Regions from separate parts of the Mus musculus genome. Here all the other regions are linked to region 4. Evidence: chromatin contacts called from public ChIA-PET, HiChIP or PLAC-seq and promoter capture Hi-C data. All regions are on one chromosome and are shown on one strand. Each heading gives the region's core, a stretch centred on a gene start, on an enhancer-like site or on the middle of the called end of the contact. The rest is flanking DNA. Distances are from core to core; before and after follow the strand shown. Region 1 overlaps 1700092E19Rik (RIKEN cDNA 1700092E19 gene). Region 2 has its middle 230 kb from the start of 1700092E19Rik. Region 3 has its middle 110 kb from the start of Gm11351. Region 4 holds the start of Sox4 (SRY (sex determining region Y)-box 4). Region 5 has its middle 160 kb from the start of 1700092E19Rik. Region 6 has its middle 190 kb from the start of Hdgfl1. Region 7 has its middle 150 kb from the start of Gm11351.

Region 1 (2,700 bases), core at 181-2,680, 2.7 Mb before region 4:
GTGAATGATGCAGATTTAAGCCCTTAGAGAATGTAATTAGATTGTCCCTGTCTCATTTGTAAGATAAACAGCTAGAAGAAAAGATTTTATATGAAATGACAAATGTCAAGGTTTGAGTGTGAAATGTCGCTCTGGGTTCATATGATCGAGCTCTGTGTCACCAGCTGGTTGCCCATTTGGGGAGGCTGTGGGATGTTTTGTACATGGGGCCTTTCTGGGAAAGAAAGAGCCATAGATGAAGGCTAAAAGGACACAAGTAGGCCCACTATCCAGAAGGGCTAACTCTGCCTCCTGATTCTCTGAGATAGAACAAATCACATTTGGTTTTTTCTGGGTTTGTTTTATATGGGACCCCATCTACCGTGTCTTCCTTCCCACGATTGACTGTTTCCTCAAACTGTAAGCCAAAGTAAATCCTCCCTAGTTTATGGCTATGGTCACAGTAATGAGGAAAGTAAAAAAGGGTCTGAGGTTGCCTATACTGGTTTCAATATCATACAGTTTATTTATTTGTGCATTAAAATAACATTAGATACTGCTACACTGTATATACCTATCCGCCAATTAAAAAAAAATTTAATTGGGTTTTCATAGTTTCTTTCATGGTCTTCTGAGCCCTTTCTGAAAGCAATGTTCAGGATTGCCTGTATGCTTTTTAAGGGAATGTGTGTGTGACATTTCTGCTAAGTCAGTGTCGATGGGCAGAGAGCAGAACCGGGATCGGAAACCTACAAATTTGCTTGCCAGAGCCACCTGTCTCTACACACAAAAGGCTGAGTGCAGCATTTGTGGTCTTCAGGATCCCTGCAGCAACCCCACAGCTGCCCAGAGCCCACACAGGTCTAACCAGAATGCGAGAGTTTCTCTCTTTCTGGTGAAAAGCTTGTGTGTTTCATTAAAGTGATTGCCCCCCTCAGGAATGGCCCCTTGGGTAAGCTGAATCCCCAGGGTTGAAGAGCAGCCAAGAGAACAGACTGCAGCCCCAGATCCTGCTAAGAACGCTGGTTGTGTGTAGAGAGCAGTGCACAGCCCATCGAATTTATGGCTCACCATGTTTATAATCTTGTGGCATATGCCTCTGCAGTATTTGTTTACAAAGAGCTGAAACTCAATGTCTGTGCACTGCAAGTGATATACTGTAGGTCTCCCAGGGTAAATGAAACATGTCCATTTTACCCCATCTGGATCTTGTTATTATTATTATTTTTTCTTCCCACGATTAGCATTCTGGCAGTTTTCACTCTTCAACTCAGCTGTTCAATGTGCTCAGGGGAGATAGAGAGTTGAGTACTTTCCAAAGCCAGGGCAGTGCTGTGTGCAGACAATCTGCAGCTGAGAGGGCAATTTCTGTAAGGTGTACTCTCCACAGTTGGTGGAGGAAACAGCGGCCATGTGCATGCACAGTGGGCAGGGAACAAGTTCAAAATCCAAGCTCTTGTGAGTCACAGACTGTGGAAAGCCCCCTCCTTTCTCCCAGATGAAGGGTGGCATGGAGGAGATTGTGAGGCTGAGAACTCGCTGAGCTGGTACACCACACACGATTTGCTGAACTGCAGAAGGAGTCTTGTGCTGTTATGAATTCAGCTTGCTGAAGAGGAAAAAAAAAGCTGGGGTCATGATGTGCATTTGACACCTTGTTAATTTATGCTGCAACACGATCCAAACCAAACCAAAGTTCCTTGCATGCACTAACATGGTTCAAAATAATGCCATAACACACCCAAAGCCTGGTTCTCATTTTGGCTGAGTTACTGGGATAAAACACAAAATCATCATAGTCCCTAAAAGCAAAGAAACCTCTAAGGCATTCTCTTTCTTCTCTCTCTCTCTCTCTCTCTCTCTCTCTCTCTCTCTCTCTCTCTCTCTCTTTCTTTCTCTCCTTCTATATATATATATATATATATATATATATATATATATATTCTCTGTCTGTCTGTCTGTCTGTCTCTTTATCTCTCTCTTATCTCTCTCCATCCACCTACCCCTTCATCTGTTCGTCCATCCATCCATCCATCCATCCATCCCTATCCATGTCCTTCTCTGTTTCTCTGTCACCCTCATCGTCCCTACCTTTTTCATCTCTTCCACGGGTGAAATAAGCAGAATAAACCCAATTGTTGAAGACTTGTTCTGTCTATGCACTATGGTTTAAAGAAGATTGTCTGTGTCAGCTTTGACCTTCCTACCCCATCAATGACCTGTAACTGATATTTTAAAGTCAGACTTTCTTTAAATGTAAAATAGCTTGTAGCTGTATTTTATGCTGAATATTTTACTGTGGCTTTTATTTATATTTACAAATTGGACTTTCTTTTGTATCCTAGAGATTTTATTTTAAACATGCAGAATCAGTAAACAGAAATAAATCCTTTCACTAAATAAACTTTGTACAAATTATAAAGGTAAGGGAGAATAAGGAGAAATAGCTTTATACGTTCTGATTAAGAATTAATAGACTAGGCTTGTTTACTGAGGTACTTTTAATATTTTCATGATGTTCCAATTAAAACTTACTAACAATATTTGCAATATTATAATGGTGATACTATAATTACAGGAATAATTATTGTATGATTAATGATGATTATTAATTTCTACTCTGTATTTATAGATGTTGCTGTCTCAACAAATGGTGAAATAGAGAAATTTATAAGAAACTCTAGGACAGGGGAGATGGTTCAATGTGTAAAGTCACTTAAT
Region 2 (2,700 bases), core at 35-2,534, 2.4 Mb before region 4:
GTAAATATGAGCAGCACCATCCCATGCCCTGGGATTCCAGGCTGAATAAAAGGAGAAAACAAGTTGAACATCAACATTCATGAATCTCTACTTCCTAACTACATGTGCAATGTGACTTAGACACCTCATCCTCCTGCTAGTTGCATCCTCTTGAACTAAAACCCCAAATACACTTTTTCAATCTTAGGCTGCCTCTTGCCTGTCCATTTGTTCACAACAAGCAAAGTAACTAGTACAGGGTTCAGTGCAATCAGCAATTGCTTTGCATAGAACAGGTTTAGTGTTTGCACATGGCAAGAGTGAAAAGTTTTAGCAATTAAAAAGCCTACAGTGTCTGCTATAAGGACTCAAACGTGCATAAGCAAGATAGGCACAATATAGACTGTGTGTTACAAAATCTGTGATACAGAAGTCAGGAAGATTGACAAAGTTATAATGTCTTACAGGAATAAGTTCTGATGGAAACAAATGAAGCTGATGAAGTCTCTAGAGCTTGTAGTCAAAACTATGATCCTCTGGTAGTAACTAACAGACTTTGAAAGCCTTCCCTGTGTACTAGGTAGGGACAACAGTGCATTAGGCATAGCTGCCTCCTAATGAGTATCCAAAAATAAGTTGCCTAATGGACTGTCATGCCCAAGCACCATTCCCAGTAGTGATGTCCTTAATGTGTTCCTGTCAATTGATGGTATAAAAATAATGAGTATCTCTCTGTACCTCTTTTCTTATCCTTATATATGTTTTTATTTTTGTGACTTTATTGCTGAAAACAGTGCCTTGTAAAGAAAAGGAATGCAGTGCTGTACAGAGATGTAATGAGTCCATATTTCCAATGTTCATAAGGTCTGTTTCTAATCATTAGAGCAGTGTGAAGGAAAACACTCTACAGACCTGTGACCTTCCTTTGTTGGGATGCGGGGGTTTCAAGTTGCTCTCTGATCTACTGTGGGCACTAGTCTCTATGGCAATAATTCTTGTTAAAAAAATATTTGTGTTAAGGGTTGTTTTGGTTTTAGTAGGAGCAATGGAGAAGTCTCACTTGCTTACTTATTATTTCTTCATGGTACAAACCTTTTTGTGTCCCTTTGACGTTAGGAATACATTAAGATAGTCAGGTGATTACTTAGCCTCGTTAGAGATGCCACTAACCTTTAACCTGCCGTTAGTATAGTTCTCATTGTCCTCTTATTTAATGTTTTTTACTAATTGAAAGCAGTTTTAAAATAGAAAGTGTTCTTGCTTTTGTAAAAAGATACTTTATGCACCAGGCCCTGGAATGACTTTAACAGTTTAAAACACAGCTAAATAGACATGAACTTTTTGACTATGAAAAAGGTAAAAAGAGATCCCTAAGCTTGGTGTGGTGGTACAGACATGTACTCAAGTTCAAGATTTGAAGGCAGGAGGATCAAGAGTTAAGACCTTCTCTCAAACATCAGGATCTCTGAAAAAAAAGGAGAGAAAAACAAAGAGGATCTTCAGTCAGAATGTCAGAGGCTAGCAAATACTTTCTGCAAAGAGAAGATAGAAAATATTGAATCCTCTAGGCATCACAACTTATCTTCACAGTGGGAGCAAAAGAAGCAGCCATCTTCTCTATCATCAATATTGGGCTTGTGATCCAATAAACACGGATTTACAAAAACAGGCACACTGCAGGACTCAGCCCATGGCTGAAGTTTGCCATATTAATCCGGGTTCTCCAAAGAAAGAGGTGGAAAGGGGTTCATGAAATTAGGGAAGCCAAGAAGTACAGGGTTCATATTGAAGCTGAAGAGTCCAGGAAGCCAGAGATTAACTGACTCCATATGCACAACCCTGAAAACTGTGGGGAGCTCTGGATGAGTATGAAGGCCAAATATTGTAGCGCCATACCACCAAGACAGCAGGAGATAGAAAGTCCCATCTCAGAGAACGAATCTGCCTCTTCCTGCCAGTTTAGTTTAGTTCAGCCTTTCAGTGGTATCAGGCACATATAGATGACAATGATCAACTGAATTTAGTCATTTAGTTCAAATGCAAATATCTTCAGGGACACACTCAGAAATAATATTTTACCAGCAACCTAGGAAACCATTACTCCACAGCTTTTAAATTGTGGGTAGCAACACAGAAAATACCACATAACCCCATGTGGTGTAATGGTAAAAATGTGGTTAACAATAGAAGTTTTATGAATGTAAAATGACCAAAAACACAGAAGCAAAAGTTCCACACATTCAAGGTACTTCCAGCACCATTCACCTCTGTTGTATCCTACAAAGTCCCTCCATCCTTGATTCTGAACACAAAACAACTATACTCTGTGTGTACTGTTACACCAGACAGCAGTGAGCACTGTCTGAGGTGCCTTCGCTCAGATTGAAGACCACTCTGTGAATACTGACAATGTTTTATTGAATATTCAAACTTTCCCCTCTTATAGCAGCATAATAAATTGTTACAAACAAAGAAACTTTTCATTGCTCCTGCAGTATCAATTATTAATTTAAGATTTAAATATTTAGAGGGATCTTAGATGAAATGCCCTATATTGGGGAGAGGGAACTTGTAAAGTCCACCTCCAGCAGAAAGACAAGACATAACGTGAGGGATGGGGTTGCCATCCCACAGTCAAAACTCTGACCCATAATTTTTCCTGTCTGAAAGAACTGCAAGGATGTAAATGGAGAGGAGCCTGAGGGAAAAAAGGTCCAGAAA
Region 3 (2,700 bases), core at 99-2,598, 2.9 Mb before region 4:
AGTTTTCTTACCTTATTCCAAGGCTTTCCCCAAGTGGGATCTTTCTTTACCCTGAATCTTGCAACACAAACCGAAAATGCTTATTCTTCTGCCAACTATAATGAACATCAGTGTTGCTCTTAGAGTGAAAAATTTCACATGAGACAAGAAATCACGGAGGCCTGGGCAGGGGTGGGGTGGGGGCCTGTGAAGGAGCCTAGATAGGGAATTTCCCTATAAGGTTGGACAGCTGTAAATACCTTGAACAATCAATGGCTCAGATTACTGGAAACAGAATGCACTTTAAGCAACAAAGAAGAAACTGGTGGGGGTTAAAGTACTTAGAAAATGGAAGAGAAAGTTCAAAATTCAGCTTACCATGGAGTACACATTTTGGGAGTTTTGCTCTGGGCCACCGCACCAGGGCTCTGATATCAAGAATGGCAGCACCAACTTGTAAGACAATGATGTGCATACAAGTCTATTTCTTATTAGAGAAACAATTTGTTATCTCCAATCTTGAGCCCAGCAACCCAATATAACAATGTTTCTGTTTATTTGTTTGTTTTCCCATAATGAACTTGCCACTTACACTCAGTTGGCTGTTTTCAGGTTATACTTGTTTATTTACACATGTCCTCTGCTTTATGCATACAGCTTCCACTTAGTCTCCCTAGTGCTTATTGTTCATCTCAGAAATGATGCTAAAAAATGTTGCTAATTTTCAAAATTAAATGTAGCTATTCTTAAATATTCATTCTAGATAAAGATTTTTTTTTTTTTTGCACAAAAGAAACTGATTGAATCTCCATCTGGTAAACCTTTAGCTTGATACCTAATTCTTTCCACTGCCTGAGTAGCTGCTGAGACACCGTGGGGACTTGCTGTTTGTATAACATCGCTGCTGCAGGCCATGGAAAGTCCAGAGTACAGCTTTCCATACTTGCTTGGCAACAGCTGGTTCTGATTTGTGTGTTTTGGGGTTTTCCAACGCAATTATTTCCTACTTTGTGTATACTAAATGGGTCTGCCTCTTTCCATTTTAACTGAAGGCTGGTTAAATGGGAATTGAAATCTGAATACAGCGATTAAACATTTTTCAGTGTACTAATAGACTAGAGGAGGTTCAGAAAAAAAAACTTGAGCAGATCACAAAGAAATGATTCTTAAAGCAAGAGCTACAAAATTATTAAAAAGCTATTTTTCCCATGTCAAAGGCTCCTTTATGAGTGTGAATGCTTTTGTTTAGAGTGTATCATTGGAGAGAATAATTATTTCCTTTTTCTGCAGGAAGAATTCTCTCACCAGGAGGATGATGTATTCTGCCCAGGCCTGACAGATCCATCCTATTCCTTCTAGATCAATATGTGCCTCAGTCTTGCAGTCACTGTGGCTGTTGTTCGATTTCAGTAATTCTCAGATCGACTACTCACAAATGCAGTGAGGGGGTGCCAATTACTGTGCACAGCCACTGGCTTGTTATTGCTGTGCACAATTATTGGAGGAGAGGTATGCAGCATAACCCCAGGGATGGTACCAAGAAGAAGTGGCCTTTTCATCATGAGAGTCTCAATAAAATCTGGTATTAGTCCATCAGCTGGCCTTTTAAATGAAGGCCCACATCACTTTACTGAAAATATGTGCAAAATGCCTGGCTACTGACAGAGCAAACCCAAGTCTTCTATGGATGCAAGCAAAGCATTTTATATATTAACACTGTTCTCCTCTTTGCTGACAATACCGCTGACAGGCAGTGAAATAGATTGGCCCTTTCTCTGCTACACAAGTCCCACCTGCAAACACGATGATGGATATTTGCTTGGGACACATTCTCTGCTGTTTTCTGACAAGCATGCATTTAGTGCAAGAAAATGCTGAATTGTGATACATTAACCGCATGTGTAGAGTGTTGGAGATGCCCCATCATTTAGGTAATAATATGACAGTTATGTAAACAGCACTTTTAACTTCTTTCCTTACAGATTTCCAGAGAAATGAATCAATTAAATATAAAAACAGAAATGCATGTTTTTGAAGCAAAAGGAGAGAAATGCAGATGACAGAATGTGTAGTCTTCTGAATTCACATATTCAACAAAAACTGAACTGAGGAATAGGGTATGAATATCCTCAAGAGAAAGAGCCATTAGACAGAAAAAACAAACAAAGAAACAAACAAACAAAAACAAAAACCCCAAAACCAAAACCAAATAAACAAATAAAAAAACAGAAGAGTACACAAGCAAAATCCCAGGTGTAAGTATGTGAATGTGTCTGTCTGTCTGTCTGTCTGCCAGTCTCTCTCTCTCTCTCTCTCTCTCTCTCTCTCTCTCTGTGTGTGTGTGTGTGTGTGTGTGTGTGTGTGTGTGTGTGTGTGTGTGTTATAAGAGATTACAAACATTTAGGTTGGTTTTTCGGGCACTGGGAACTCAGAGTTCTGACGGTAGAAATCTGAGTACCATTAGGAAATACTGAGTTTGGATACGGCCACAGAGGAACCTGGCTTGGTTCTTCATCCCAGGCAAACGTAGAATTTATGCTGCCTGGCTGTGGATGAACTGCCAAGAAAAAGAAAGTGAATTAGCCTATATGAGAACAGAGAAGGGTTTCAGTACAAAACGCACACCACTGCATGAGCCTATTATTAGGTTAGGAGTCCTTTTTTTCTCTGCCTGCGTCTTCAATTAGCTGAGTCTGACCAAGTAAAGAAAATACTGTATTA
Region 4 (2,878 bases), core at 257-2,756:
CGGGAGACGCCGAAGCGCCCAGGCTTCCAAACAGGTAGACGCGCTTCACTTTCTTGTCGGCAGGGTGTTTGGCTGGGGTGGCCAGCGCACTGGACGGCGAGGAGGAGGCGGCCGGAGTGGCCGCACTGGGAGTCCGCACCTTGTAGACGGCCGTGGGCTCCCCCAGGGGCAGCAGGGCAGCTTGCTCTGGAGAGAACGATGCAGCCGCCTTGCTGCCGCCCGCCGGGACCAGCTTAGCGTGGGGCTTGCCGACCGAGCTGCCCGCCACCTTGGGGCCACAGCTCTTCTTGGGCGCGGGCTTGGAGCTGCCGCCCGCGCCACCCCCCGCGTGGCTGCTTCCCGCGTGGCCGCTGCTGCCCGCGACCTTGTCGCCCTTCTCCCCTGGCTTGGCTGTGGCCGCCGATCCCGCGCCCGCGTTGCCCGACTTCACCTTCTTTCGCGGCCGGTACTTGTAGTCAGGGTAGTCAGCCATGTGCTTGAGGCGCAGCCGCTCCGCCTCCTGGATGAACGGAATCTTGTCGCTGTCCTTGAGCAGCTTCCAGCGTTTGCCTAGCCGCTTGGAGATCTCGGCGTTGTGCATGTCGGGCGACTGCTCCATGATCTTGCGCCGCTCGATCTGCGACCACACCATAAAGGCGTTCATGGGCCGCTTGATGTGGCCACTGGGCGTCTTGCACCAGCTGGGGTCGTCCGCCTTGCCGCCCGTCGACGCGGTGGAGCCAGGCGTCGGGGAGGACGCGATGCCCAGCTCCAGGCCGGCGCCCGAGTCCGAGCTCTCCCCGGCCAGCAGAGCCTCAGTGTTCTCCGCGTTGTTGGTCTGTTGTACCATGGCCCCGGCTTGCCGGGCGCCCACGCGCGCTCACACGCTCGCGGCGCGGTCGCCGGGCCCTGCGGGCTCCCCGGGGCGGAGACCAGGGTCCCCTGAGCGGCGCGCGGGCCAGGGGCGGCCGCCTCCCGCCGCCAACCTAGAGTCCCCGAGGCCCTCCGTCCTCCCTCACCGCTGAAGTGCTCCCTGCGGGCACCGAGGCTGGAGTCGGCCGCGGCGAGGAGTTTCTCCAAACGTTGGTAGCCGGAGTATCTTCCAAACGCAAGTTTCTCGCCGCCTCCGGGGCAAGTCTTTCCCCCACCCCTTTCCCTGAAGCAGTCGATTGCAGTTCACGAGAGCTCGCGGTAGCTCAGGAAAGCGACATCGTCTCTAGCGCCTAAGTCCCTTTCCTGCAGTGCAAAGCCAAAGCGACTCTGGCTCCGGGACTCTCTGTGGGCGGAATCGGCGCTGAGGAGTTGGTGCAATTATTTTGTTGCAAGGTAGGAAGCCAAGAAGCTTGCATGCAACAGACCGGCATGAATAAATGTATGTTTCTCCCTCCCTCCTGCAAGAAGGGGAGCTGGTTACCGGCAGAGTTCCCCCACTGCAGACTCTCTAAGAAACAGCGTGCAAGAACTGGAAACCGGGAGGGAGACGGCCCTCTTCCCCTCACTCTGTTTCTCTGGCTGCAGCTTAGAGCAGACCCCAATTCCGCCTCGCGCTTCTTTATCCTTTCTCAGACAGCCAATCAGCCGCTGTAACTAACGCTTCCTCGTGCCAAGCCCCTCCCCCGTCCTTCCCATTGGCTTGGAACCCGATGCAATAATAATCTCCGCGTGCAATGAGAAGCTCCAAATCTGACCTCATTCCAATTTACAGAGCAAACTTTTTAAAAGGGCTAGAAGTACAGCTGAGATTTCTGCTGCCTCTTTCCCCCCCACCTCCGCCTTTTGCTGGGTGCGCGCGCGTTTGCCTCTGTGTGTGTGTGTGTGTGTGTGCGCGCGCGCGCGCGCGCACGCACGCGCATGTGTGAAGAGGATGTTAATGCATGAAGTTATTAAGGGGAGAGACGGAAATGTATTCTAGCCATTATGTTAGATAACAAGGGGCTTGGAGGGGGGGTAAGGGTGAAATACTGTAAATGGAAGCTTTCTGCTTAAAAGCCGAGTGATTATTTTTATTAGTTCTTTTCAGCCCAGGAATAAAGAATCAGCCTTTGGTGCAAAATCTCTTTTCTTAGCCCCTTCTTAGAGCTAGAGATGTAAGTGGGGGGAGCCACAATAATAAATCAATGGATATTGAAAACCATTAAGAAAGTGGTACCTAGACACCTGTCATCACAATTATTTTAACAACTCTGGGTACAGAACAAACGTTGGTGTATTGTGTAAATCCCTTCAGGATGCTATCTGTGCTGTTTGTGAAAGGCAGGGTTTTTTTTTTTTTTTTCTTTCTCCCCTTTTCAGTAATTACTTACTCTTTTTGCCAAACAGAGGTTAACTAGTTATTTAATGATTTCACTTCCCCTATAAATCCTGGGTAGGCCAAACAAGATTTTCTGTGGAACGCTAAGGCAGTGGCCCATAATTACCTCAATAAGAGACTTTGTGTGATTTCTGTATAGGGCGATCATGGTGAATACAGGATGGGATTGACTTCACTTTCTAAATGTTTGTTTTCCACAATATCCAAAGGATAGATGGGTTCGCTATGTGCTCTCCTTCCCCCTCTCTTTCTTACCCATTGTCTCCCGTGTGTCTGTGCTACTTGAAGCAATTGGGCCTAAAAGACCAAGAAGAGAAAGGGGTGGCACAGGGGAGTGGGCTGCTGGACCTATCTCAAGTCCCTCTCCTGATCTTTCTTTCTGGGTCTCATTGTCCTCCTCTTCTGTGCTTTGGGAACCTTGTGAGCTTTATAGAGGGCTTGTGTTAGTGCCCGGTGAGTGTGTGATTATAAACCACGGATGTGTGTCCTGAGCCCTCTGGATTCTAACACACATTCCGAGTTCTCCCTAATGCAAATGCCACTTCTAGTAAGAGCAGCACGATGTTCGAGAGACTAAGGTGGGAGGTG
Region 5 (2,743 bases), core at 138-2,637, 2.8 Mb before region 4:
TGACTTAAGCAGATGGACTTCCTGCTTAAAGAATGGATACATAGATACATAGATACATAGATACATAGATACATACATACATACATACACCATATATAAATATAATCATTCTCACTATACCTTCTAGGTTGACTTCAGGTTCACACTCCTCTTGATTCTGCTTATTGACTACTGGTATGTAAGCTTCTATCATCACATGGAGCTGTTGATTAATGTGTTGATTCTTATTTGGATTTTTTTCTGTCCTCTCTGCATCCTGAGTCTAACAGGGACCAGAAGGAAGAGAATATAATTTTTGATTTAGATCTACAAATCTTTACCATACCACAGCCTTTCACACATTTCCTATAAGTATTTCTCAACTCCCTTTCTCTATAGTGCAGCAGTTAAAAATAGATTTATCATCAAACTGCCATGTGGTAATTGGTGGCAGTTTCACCAAATACAGACAGTACCTGGCCTTCAACCTCTTCTTGTGTAGTGGAGGAGGAGTTATATTTACCTTGGATATCTACAGCTGATATAAAGTGATGTAAATAACAAATTGAACATGAATATCTGCTCCTGGTAAGCCTATTGTTGTTGATGGAAGTGACCAAGGGTTCTTTGGATAAGCTTTCCAATAGAAGATGGATTTGGGAAATAAATAAATCAGAAATATATGAAATTATGATGACTTATAATAGTTTCTGGTGGTTCCATTGGTAAGATATATCCCATGAATGTATGAGAATTTGGGACCAGAATCCCATCATCCACAGAAAATCCAGGTGTGGTTGTACATATCTATAACTGTGGTCAGATAGAAATAAGAGGACTCTTGGGGCTTATGGGTTAGCCAGTTGAGGTAATCAGTGAGCTTTTGGTTCAGTAACAGTCCTGTCTATGAGCTAAAATGGAAAGGAATAGTGGAGGCCACCTGATGCAAACTTTAGTCTCATATGCATGAGCCCTTGCGTATGCGTGCGCATGCGCGCACACACACACACACACACACACACACTGCTTCACATGTATATTACATGTATATATCACATGTACATGTATATACATACAACACACAAATACACACATACACACACACACACACACACACAGAGAGAGAGAGAAAGAGAGAGAGAGAGAGTGAAAATGGTTGTTCACATAGCTAAGGCAATCTTTGCAGTCTTTTCCAAAATGCTAGCCCATTGATGAAGCACCATAAGAAACTGCTTGTGTACAGTCTAAGAATCAGGAGATTGTAAGAGACTGAGATTAGCTAATTATGTACTTCCCTGAAGAAAGATAAGGAGTACAGACAGAAGAAACTTTCATTAGTCCCGAGTGTGGGAGTCAAACAAGAAAGCAGCCTATTTGTGCTAACTTTTGTGCATGTGTGGGAAGGGATTATTCATCAGCATCTTCCCTGGCTAACTCATTGCACTGGAACTTGCAGAAGCCTCTGCAGTACAGAGCCTTCTGCCATCCTGACCTAAGCATGAGTGGCCATTAGCAGCTGGCATGTTGTTAAATTGACAGAAGCTTGAGCACCAGTGTAAGAGTCCTTAGCCCACTGGGGAGAGCTAAAATTGAGGAGCAGAGTTTTCACTCTCAGCTTCAGCATTTCGTGCATTCCTAAAAGCAATCCCTCTTGATTCTGAGGAGGTAGCCTTTTGAATAGAGCACTTCACTCTTTGCATGCTATCTGGGAGAGCATCACTCGTCACCTAACTTTCAATGTCGTAAATTTTGGCAAGAGCTTTGTAAGCCAGACTACTTCTGTAGCAGAACTAAAATAAGTGTGAGAAGCTGTTTCTAACTCATGCTGGTTACAGAACCTCAACTGGAGAATAACTTCCATCAGGGTGGCCTTGTGGACCTGTCTGTGGGCCTTTTCTTAATTGCTAATTTATGTAGGAGGATCTAGACTGCTGTGGGCAGGGCCGTTCCTTAGCAGCAGAAGTAAGGAACCAGCAACAAAACTCCATGATTCTGCTTTGCTTCAGTTCATGCCTCCAGGTTCTTGTCTTGAACACTTTCCCTGGATTTCTTTGATGATAGACAATAACCAGAGGCAAACTTAATCCTTTCCTCCTCAAGTTGCTTTTGATCAGTGTTTTATCACATCACTAGAAAGCAAATTATAAGGATAGGAATTCATATTGGTAAGGTAAGGAGCTGTAATGATGGAACAAACTTTTTTTTTAGACTGATTTGTGTGAAGAGTGTTGAAGAATTTGGAGCTTTGCATAGGAAGAGCCATTGAGTACTCAGAGTTTAATGAGTTGTTATGAAAAACTTGAAGATAACGGTGAAAGAAATACAGTCGGTGGAAGTCGGGCTAGTGAAGTTTCAGAGGAAAGTGTTCCAGAGGGCTCAAGACTGCACCTCTAACTGGTAGAAGAACTTGATAATGGATACTTGCTTGGTGGCAAATAAAAAGTCATGAAAATTGCTGAGTCTTGACACTGTAAAAACAAAACAAAACAAAACAAAACAAAACAAAACAAAACAAAACAAACCAGGGGAGTCCATTGGTAAAGAAGAATCCTCAGTATTTGGAGAGATGCCAGTATGCTGAAAATGTCAGCACCATGGGACGACCAGACATAACAGAAGTGGGGATGCAGTGGACTTGGTCTCAGTCTACCAGTCAAACTCTGTTCTGCATATAGCATAGCCAGAGACTTGAAAATGTCCAAGCCTTGAGAGCCCTGAAGTCTATGAGTGAGTTTTAGATGTCTGACATTAAAGTACATTGTTT
Region 6 (2,700 bases), core at 101-2,600, 2.4 Mb before region 4:
TTTCCTTGTTCAATCCAGTGAGCATAAGGATATACTGGAAGTTAAGTTGCTATGGAGTCTTCTAGAGTAGTCGAGTGTTTGCAAAATTAACCTCTCTAAATATTGCAAGTGGAAATGGCCTATTGAACTCCATTAATTGATTAAATTCTACATGCCATTAGTACAGCGCTTGTTTGATTGCCAATAAAAATGAATCATGGGAAGTGGTTTGCTAGGAACAGGAAGGTATAAATAGAAAGGATTCCAGTCATATCCAGGCTGTAAGACACATGCATTATAGATTCTCAGGCAAGAGCTCGAAGACCAAATGCTATTTAAAGCTCAAGACACTCAATTAGAATATTAATGAGGGTCCTTGTGCTAGTAGAAGCCTGGGGCAGGTCACATTTTACTTTCAATTTTTAAAATGTTTCTCATATTTAGTAAAATTTTAAAGCACACACAACTATAATAGGCACCAAAGGGGAGACACAGACTCCTCAGATCTACCCTCTTATCAAAACAGGATCCATGACAATGTTTTAAAAATGTAGAAAGAAAACCAAAATGGCTAAAATAAAATGGGGACTGAGAGTTACTGGATGCAGTGTCTCTACTCAAACCACAAGGTAGAATGGATCCTAGAGCAGGATTCTAGACTCTCACTCTGTAATTCTGACTGTATGTCAACAGGATGAAGTCTGAAGGAGTTGAAAGAATATGATTTATAGTTTATCCAAAGAAAGCCAAATCTGTGGCCACCGAGAAGATCACGAACGGTCACTTTACTTGTAAAGATCTTAAGCACATTTTATCTCATTTGATTCTTAGGTTTCTCTAAGAAAATGATTCCAATTTCAAGAAGATGAATGATTGGTAAGGAAACAAGTTGATACACTTCGATGAAAGGGTCTGACTTAAGAACAGTCAAAGCAGTTGGTCTCAGTGAAACCAGCTTGTAAATACTAGATTCCTTACTGTTTGTGGGTGTGACTGGTCATTACTGAGTTTGTCTTGGGGTGGATGAGCTTCAACACCAACTGCTAGATAATACATAGCCGTTATAACTATGATCCAGACATTTGGGATGTCATTGTTCTGTCTTGTCACCTCATCTCATATATCATTGTGGGCACTAGTTTAAATAAGCAGTAAGACAAGAACTAGGAAGCCTGTATCACTTGCATCTGCTTCTCTCATTTGCAAATCAGGGTACAGGCAGCAACAGGAGCTACTAAGTTTAGCAACAAGGCATCCTGTGTTTCCATAAGTGTCCCATTTAAACTAAGAGGCAACTGTGTGCAATCCCTTTAGAGAGGAGCTTGCTTCTTGGAAGACCCTTGGGAACAGGAGCACCTGCACAGTAGAGGCCCACTCTGTGAAGGGTGCCAGCCATGGTGATGCCACATCACATGCTCAGCATCTGACCAAGGATGTCAGAGGTTTCTGAAAGCCAGTTGGCAAGAGAAAATAATGACAGCTCTGTTGAGGCTTTTTCTTTGCTTTTCTCTCTGAATCTGACTACCCTCTTTCATGCTTTGACCTATCTTCTACTATATAGTCCAAAGCCTGGGACATTTAGCCAATTTATAACTGTTCGATGCAGAAGGAAACATCAAGACAGCTGTATGGATAATAGAAACTGGATGCCACTTAGTGGTGCTCGTTTTTTGAGTGTTAAACATTCAGGGTAGGGGCTCTTTGTTGGTTTGAACCATTGCTTTGTAAGGCTGGAGTCATTTCTGTCATTTTTCCAGCACTTAGTGCATTCCTGGCAGAGGGAGCAACAGAACTACCAAATTGACAAAGGGCAGCATGCTAATTTATGCAAATTCAAGTTGATCTGAACATGCATTTTGCTTTTATAAGTGTACTTGGGTAACTTCTGGAAGGGAACTCCTGAAGTGTTCTCTCTTCCTTCCTTTCTTCTTTCTCTTCTCTCCAATATTTTCCTTCCTCTTTAATGTAACATAAGAAGAAAATGGGTAACAGGTAAAAGATCCATATCTGTCCATGTTAACAGAATTTTACTTTATATTTGAAAGCCCATTAGGCCAAAGACACGTGTTGGAAATGGGATTGTCTTTCCTTTTAAGAGTTTGCTCTTTAAGGGTATCTCAAAAAAAAAAAAATGAACAAAACAAACACCAATTCTTTGCTGTGGATCAGAACTCAAGTTATAGCAGGTGTGTCAGGAGTGAGTCAGTTTCCAGTATATTTTAGAACCCCTCCACTGTCAACCATCCTGAGATAAGAGGCCAAATAAAACAGTGTCTGTACAGGCTCTAAAAGCAACATATGTTAACTTGGAACAAGGCAGAGCCCCAGCTGACCATCATGCCTGTCTTTACAGTTCTTATCAGTGTAGCATTAAGACTTAGCATTAGAAAACAAAATGCTGTAAGTCATCGCCCATCAATAGAGTTAATTTTGTTCCTTTCTGGTAATTTCTTAATCATTAAAGATCAACTTATATCAAAAGATTAGGTCAGGTCACATATATGTTGTTAATGTACTTTCAGCCTTAGCATTACTGTTTGAGATGTTTTCAATAGAAGCTAGTGGTGTATCCTGCCCAAAGCCCAATGACCTACTGTTAAGTAGAACACAAAAACTAAAGCTGCTGTGCTCACAAACAGAGTCGTAAGCCTCTTTGAGAATGACATCACCCCACATATCTATGCGCAACATGTTACTTGGATTCCAGAATTATTGCCTAGA
Region 7 (2,700 bases), core at 69-2,568, 2.8 Mb before region 4:
ATTGCCTAAAGTACATTTTTCCCACATGAGTTTAAATTTAAAAATAGTTTCAAAGCATAACTAAGATAATCACAGCTTTTCTAGTCGAATAGTGTACTCTCAATAATCCAGGTTTTAAAAAACGACTATATAGTATAAATTTAATGATGTTTCTTTCAGTTTGTTAAAATTTGTGGACCACCACTTAACCCATAGTAGGATGGACTGAAACATTTGCATATATATTCAAGTTTGAGATGAAAGGATGATCAGTACTAGTGTTTGAATATGGTTACGATCTTAAAGTTTTGCACTCTAGAATCTTGGTCTCCAGTGCAATAATTTCAGGAGGCAGTAGAATCTTTACACCCTCCTGGACGGGGATCACATAACTGGTTCATGACTCCCTTGTGAAGGGAAAGATGATGGTCTTACCTCAGGAGACATTTTTCTCTGAGGGAAAGTTTTAATAAAAGGAAATCACAATCCCATTTTGCTCTTAATTCCCCTCTCCCAATGTGAATTCTTGCATGTTCATCTACATGTGTGCCGCAGACCCTTTTGGTCCCTGTCTGCATAGAATGGGTCTCTGGTTGCAGGTAGACAAGGAGTCAGCAAAATGAATGACAGACAGAATCACATGAGAGATTGTGTAGAATCTGAATGTAATTTTTCAAATCGAGATCCTACTTTTTATACAGAGGAGCAACAAGAAACCAGGTGAGATACATCTGCCTAGTTACAGTGACACAATAAAAAAGGAATGTATACATCAAAAGAAGGTGGGGACCAGGCAGCTGCCACTAAGAAGGGAGCCAGGCGTAATGCTAGTCTATTGTTAAGCCCACCACCAGGGGTTCTTAGTAAATGCCTGATTTATGCTGTTTCTTTGGGCCTAGTGAAGAAACCTGTCTCAGGGGGGTTCCCTAACTCTTTCATGGTAAATCCACCTATTCACTAGGCCATTGTGAATTTCCTTGTCTGGGTAAGACTGGCTATTGTCTCAAGTAAACACTCTGCAGACCAGCCCTGAGCTATTCCCCCTACCCCCAGCTCCATCTTTGTAATGCCTAATTAGTTTCACCTTCTCTATTGGAAGTAAATTTGAATGTTACTGAATAAATAACTTTCTTACTGAATTCCTACTGAATTCCAAGTTTGTCTTCAAGGATTTTCTGGGACATTGGAACACTGGCAAAGGCTTAGCTATGTCAGAATTCAATCTTTAAAGGCAATTGTAATAAATAATACTAAAAGAGAGCACATGCATCCATACACCAGACTAACACGGGGTTAGGGTATGACTATATGGGTTATGAGAATGCCGAGGTTCCAGGAGGTTGAGTTTCCTTGAAACTCTTTGCCTCGTGAGTGCTTCCAGGCCTCTCTGCCTGCCAAGCAGAATTTCACTGGAGTGTGCATAGTACATTTGAGGTCATCAACCACATTGTGACACATGCGTGTTGGGAGCTATTAAGACAACACTATTGTCCTGATCTCTGAAATGGGCCTCTCTGCCCCCCCCAGAAGAAAAGGTGGTCAAAAGCGGGCCACTGACACACCACTCCGAGAACAACCGCTCTGGATGTCCTGACCTCAAGATGTACCCTGATACCACCAAGTTCCTGCTTCCCCGAGTAGTTGCCAAAAGAAAAATTTCTGCTGCCCCATCCCTCCTGCTGAGAAGTACTTCCTCTTTTTCAGCTGCCCCATTCCTCCTGCTGAGAAGTACTTCCCCTTTTGCTTGTGCATTTAAGCCTTGAGCCTTGCTAATACAGTGACACCTTGATGCTATTCAGAATGGTTCCCTGTGTCTGTCTTTTCTCTCCCCCACATTTGGTTCTTAGGAAAAGGTCCCCTCGAGACCCTCGAATAACTGGACCTGCTGGACAGGTCACATGCGGTCATTGTCATCAAATGCGCTTTCCAGTCACCAGTATTGTAAGTCAAACAAATCGCCTTTAATTTTGATATTATTCAGCATTAGACATTTTGTTAGAGTAGCACAAAATGGATGAAGACAATCAATCCAGGTTACTGATAAAGGAGAACGACAACCAACTGACAAGAATTTTAAACCTCATCAATCATAAAAGGCAATCTTAATATCTGAGAATAAACAACTGCTTTTTTTAAATTTAGGTCTTTTTAATTTTCTTTATATTTTTATTCTTTTTATACTCCAGATTTTATTCCCTTCCCAGTCTACCTTCCTACTGTTCCACATCCCATACCTTCTCCCCAAACCCTGTGTCCACGAGGATGTCTTCCCATCCCCAACCCCACCAGACCTCTAAACTCCCTGGGGCCTCCAGTCTCTTGAGGGTTAGGTGAATCTTCTCTGATTAAACCCAGACCCAGCAGTCCTCTGTTGCATATGTGTTGGAGGGCTCATATCAGCTGGTGTATGCTGACTGGTTGGTGTTCCAGTGTCAGAGAGATCTCAGGGGTCCTGGTTAATTGAGACTGATGGTCCTCTTACAGGGTTGCCCTCCTCAGCTTCTTCTACCTTTTCCCTAATTCAACCACAGGGGTCAGCAGCTTCTATCCATTGGTTGGGTGTAAATATCTGCATCTGACTCTTTCAGCTGCTTTTTGAGTCTTTCAGAGGGCAGTCATGATAGGTCCCTTTTTGTGAGCACTCCATAGCTTCAGTAATAGTGTCTGGTCTTGGGGCCTCCCCTTCAACTGGATACCACTTACGGCCTGTCACTGGATCTT

Evidence for each region. Promoter capture Hi-C pulls out the DNA fragments that hold promoters and counts their contacts. ChIA-PET counts read pairs in DNA pulled down with a chosen protein or histone mark. HiChIP or PLAC-seq counts read pairs in DNA pulled down with a chosen protein or histone mark.
Region 1: a contact with region 4 is called in a promoter capture Hi-C map of second pharyngeal arch cranial neural crest, with 8 times the contacts expected there. The contact joins the enhancer-like site here to the promoter of Sox4 in region 4. A contact is called at or near these places in 6 of 39 promoter capture datasets (the 3T3-L1 cell line, cranial neural crest, frontonasal cranial neural crest and 3 more) and 3 of 115 datasets of contacts at active chromatin or transcription factors (craniofacial prominence, embryonic forebrain and forebrain).
Region 2: a promoter capture Hi-C map of second pharyngeal arch cranial neural crest shows a contact between it and region 4, with 11 times the contacts expected there. The contact joins the enhancer-like site here to the promoter of Sox4 in region 4. A contact is called at or near these places in 6 of 39 promoter capture datasets (the 3T3-L1 cell line, cranial neural crest, frontonasal cranial neural crest and 3 more) and 4 of 115 datasets of contacts at active chromatin or transcription factors (astrocytes, embryonic forebrain, embryonic hindbrain and 1 more).
Region 3: a promoter capture Hi-C map of second pharyngeal arch cranial neural crest shows a contact between it and region 4, with 9 times the contacts expected there. The contact joins the enhancer-like site here to the promoter of Sox4 in region 4. A contact is called at or near these places in 3 of 39 promoter capture datasets (the 3T3-L1 cell line, cranial neural crest and second pharyngeal arch cranial neural crest) and 6 of 115 datasets of contacts at active chromatin or transcription factors (the NIH/3T3 cell line, astrocytes, craniofacial prominence and 3 more).
Region 5: a contact with region 4 is called in a promoter capture Hi-C map of hippocampal neurons, with 11 times the contacts expected there. The contact joins the enhancer-like site here to the promoter of Sox4 in region 4. A contact is called at or near these places in 5 of 39 promoter capture datasets (the 3T3-L1 cell line, frontonasal cranial neural crest, hippocampal neurons and 1 more), 2 of 484 Hi-C or Micro-C datasets (cerebellar granule neurons and cerebellum) and 9 of 115 datasets of contacts at active chromatin or transcription factors (astrocytes, differentiating embryonic stem cells, embryonic forebrain and 6 more).
Region 6: a contact with region 4 is called in an RNA polymerase II ChIA-PET map of neural stem cells, with 16 times the contacts expected there. The contact joins the enhancer-like site here to the promoter of Sox4 in region 4. A contact is called at or near these places in 4 of 39 promoter capture datasets (the 3T3-L1 cell line, cranial neural crest, hippocampal neurons and 1 more), 1 of 484 Hi-C or Micro-C datasets (stem cell-derived neural stem cells) and 7 of 115 datasets of contacts at active chromatin or transcription factors (astrocytes, differentiating embryonic stem cells, embryonic forebrain and 4 more).
Region 7: an H3K27ac HiChIP or PLAC-seq map of embryonic stem cells shows a contact between it and region 4, with 6 times the contacts expected there. The contact joins the enhancer-like site here to the promoter of Sox4 in region 4. A contact is called at or near these places in 2 of 39 promoter capture datasets (cranial neural crest and hippocampal neurons) and 5 of 115 datasets of contacts at active chromatin or transcription factors (astrocytes, craniofacial prominence, embryonic forebrain and 2 more).

What each region holds. Positions count from the first base shown.
Region 1 is chr13:26,282,676-26,285,375 of GRCm38.p6, forward strand. 1700092E19Rik (RIKEN cDNA 1700092E19 gene) reads right to left here. Exons shown (of 3, transcript NR_045933.1): 3 at 484-1,588. Among named protein-coding and RNA genes, the nearest start is that of 1700092E19Rik, 28 kb to the right of the region's middle. Within about 2 kb of position 1,431, at least 28 of the 459 cell types and tissues checked have an H3K27ac peak or open chromatin away from gene starts, as enhancers often do. A contact at or near this core is called in second pharyngeal arch cranial neural crest, where this site is marked.
Region 2 is chr13:26,538,242-26,540,941 of GRCm38.p6, forward strand. No RefSeq gene overlaps it. Among named protein-coding and RNA genes, the nearest start is that of 1700092E19Rik, 230 kb to the left of the region's middle. Within about 2 kb of position 1,285, at least 4 of the 459 cell types and tissues checked have an H3K27ac peak or open chromatin away from gene starts, as enhancers often do. A contact at or near this core is called in second pharyngeal arch cranial neural crest, where this site is marked.
Region 3 is chr13:26,079,628-26,082,327 of GRCm38.p6, forward strand. No RefSeq gene overlaps it. Among named protein-coding and RNA genes, the nearest start is that of Gm11351, 110 kb to the left of the region's middle. Within about 2 kb of position 1,349, at least 27 of the 459 cell types and tissues checked have an H3K27ac peak or open chromatin away from gene starts, as enhancers often do. A contact at or near this core is called in craniofacial prominence and second pharyngeal arch cranial neural crest, where this site is marked.
Region 4 is chr13:28,952,193-28,955,070 of GRCm38.p6, forward strand. Sox4 (SRY (sex determining region Y)-box 4) reads right to left here and starts at 1,507. Exons shown (of 1, transcript NM_009238.3): 1 at 1-1,507. The coding sequence starts at 829. All of the region lies in intron 1 of Gm46405 (a long non-coding RNA gene), which reads right to left.
Region 5 is chr13:26,149,249-26,151,991 of GRCm38.p6, forward strand. No RefSeq gene overlaps it. Among named protein-coding and RNA genes, the nearest start is that of 1700092E19Rik, 160 kb to the right of the region's middle. Within about 2 kb of position 1,388, at least 7 of the 459 cell types and tissues checked have an H3K27ac peak or open chromatin away from gene starts, as enhancers often do. A contact at or near this core is called in hippocampal neurons, where this site is marked.
Region 6 is chr13:26,574,716-26,577,415 of GRCm38.p6, forward strand. No RefSeq gene overlaps it. Among named protein-coding and RNA genes, the nearest start is that of Hdgfl1, 190 kb to the right of the region's middle. Within about 2 kb of position 1,351, at least 34 of the 459 cell types and tissues checked have an H3K27ac peak or open chromatin away from gene starts, as enhancers often do. A contact at or near this core is called in astrocytes, neural progenitor cells, neural stem cells and 1 more, where this site is marked.
Region 7 is chr13:26,112,928-26,115,627 of GRCm38.p6, forward strand. No RefSeq gene overlaps it. Among named protein-coding and RNA genes, the nearest start is that of Gm11351, 150 kb to the left of the region's middle. Within about 2 kb of position 1,319, at least 7 of the 459 cell types and tissues checked have an H3K27ac peak or open chromatin away from gene starts, as enhancers often do. A contact at or near this core is called in embryonic stem cells, where this site is marked.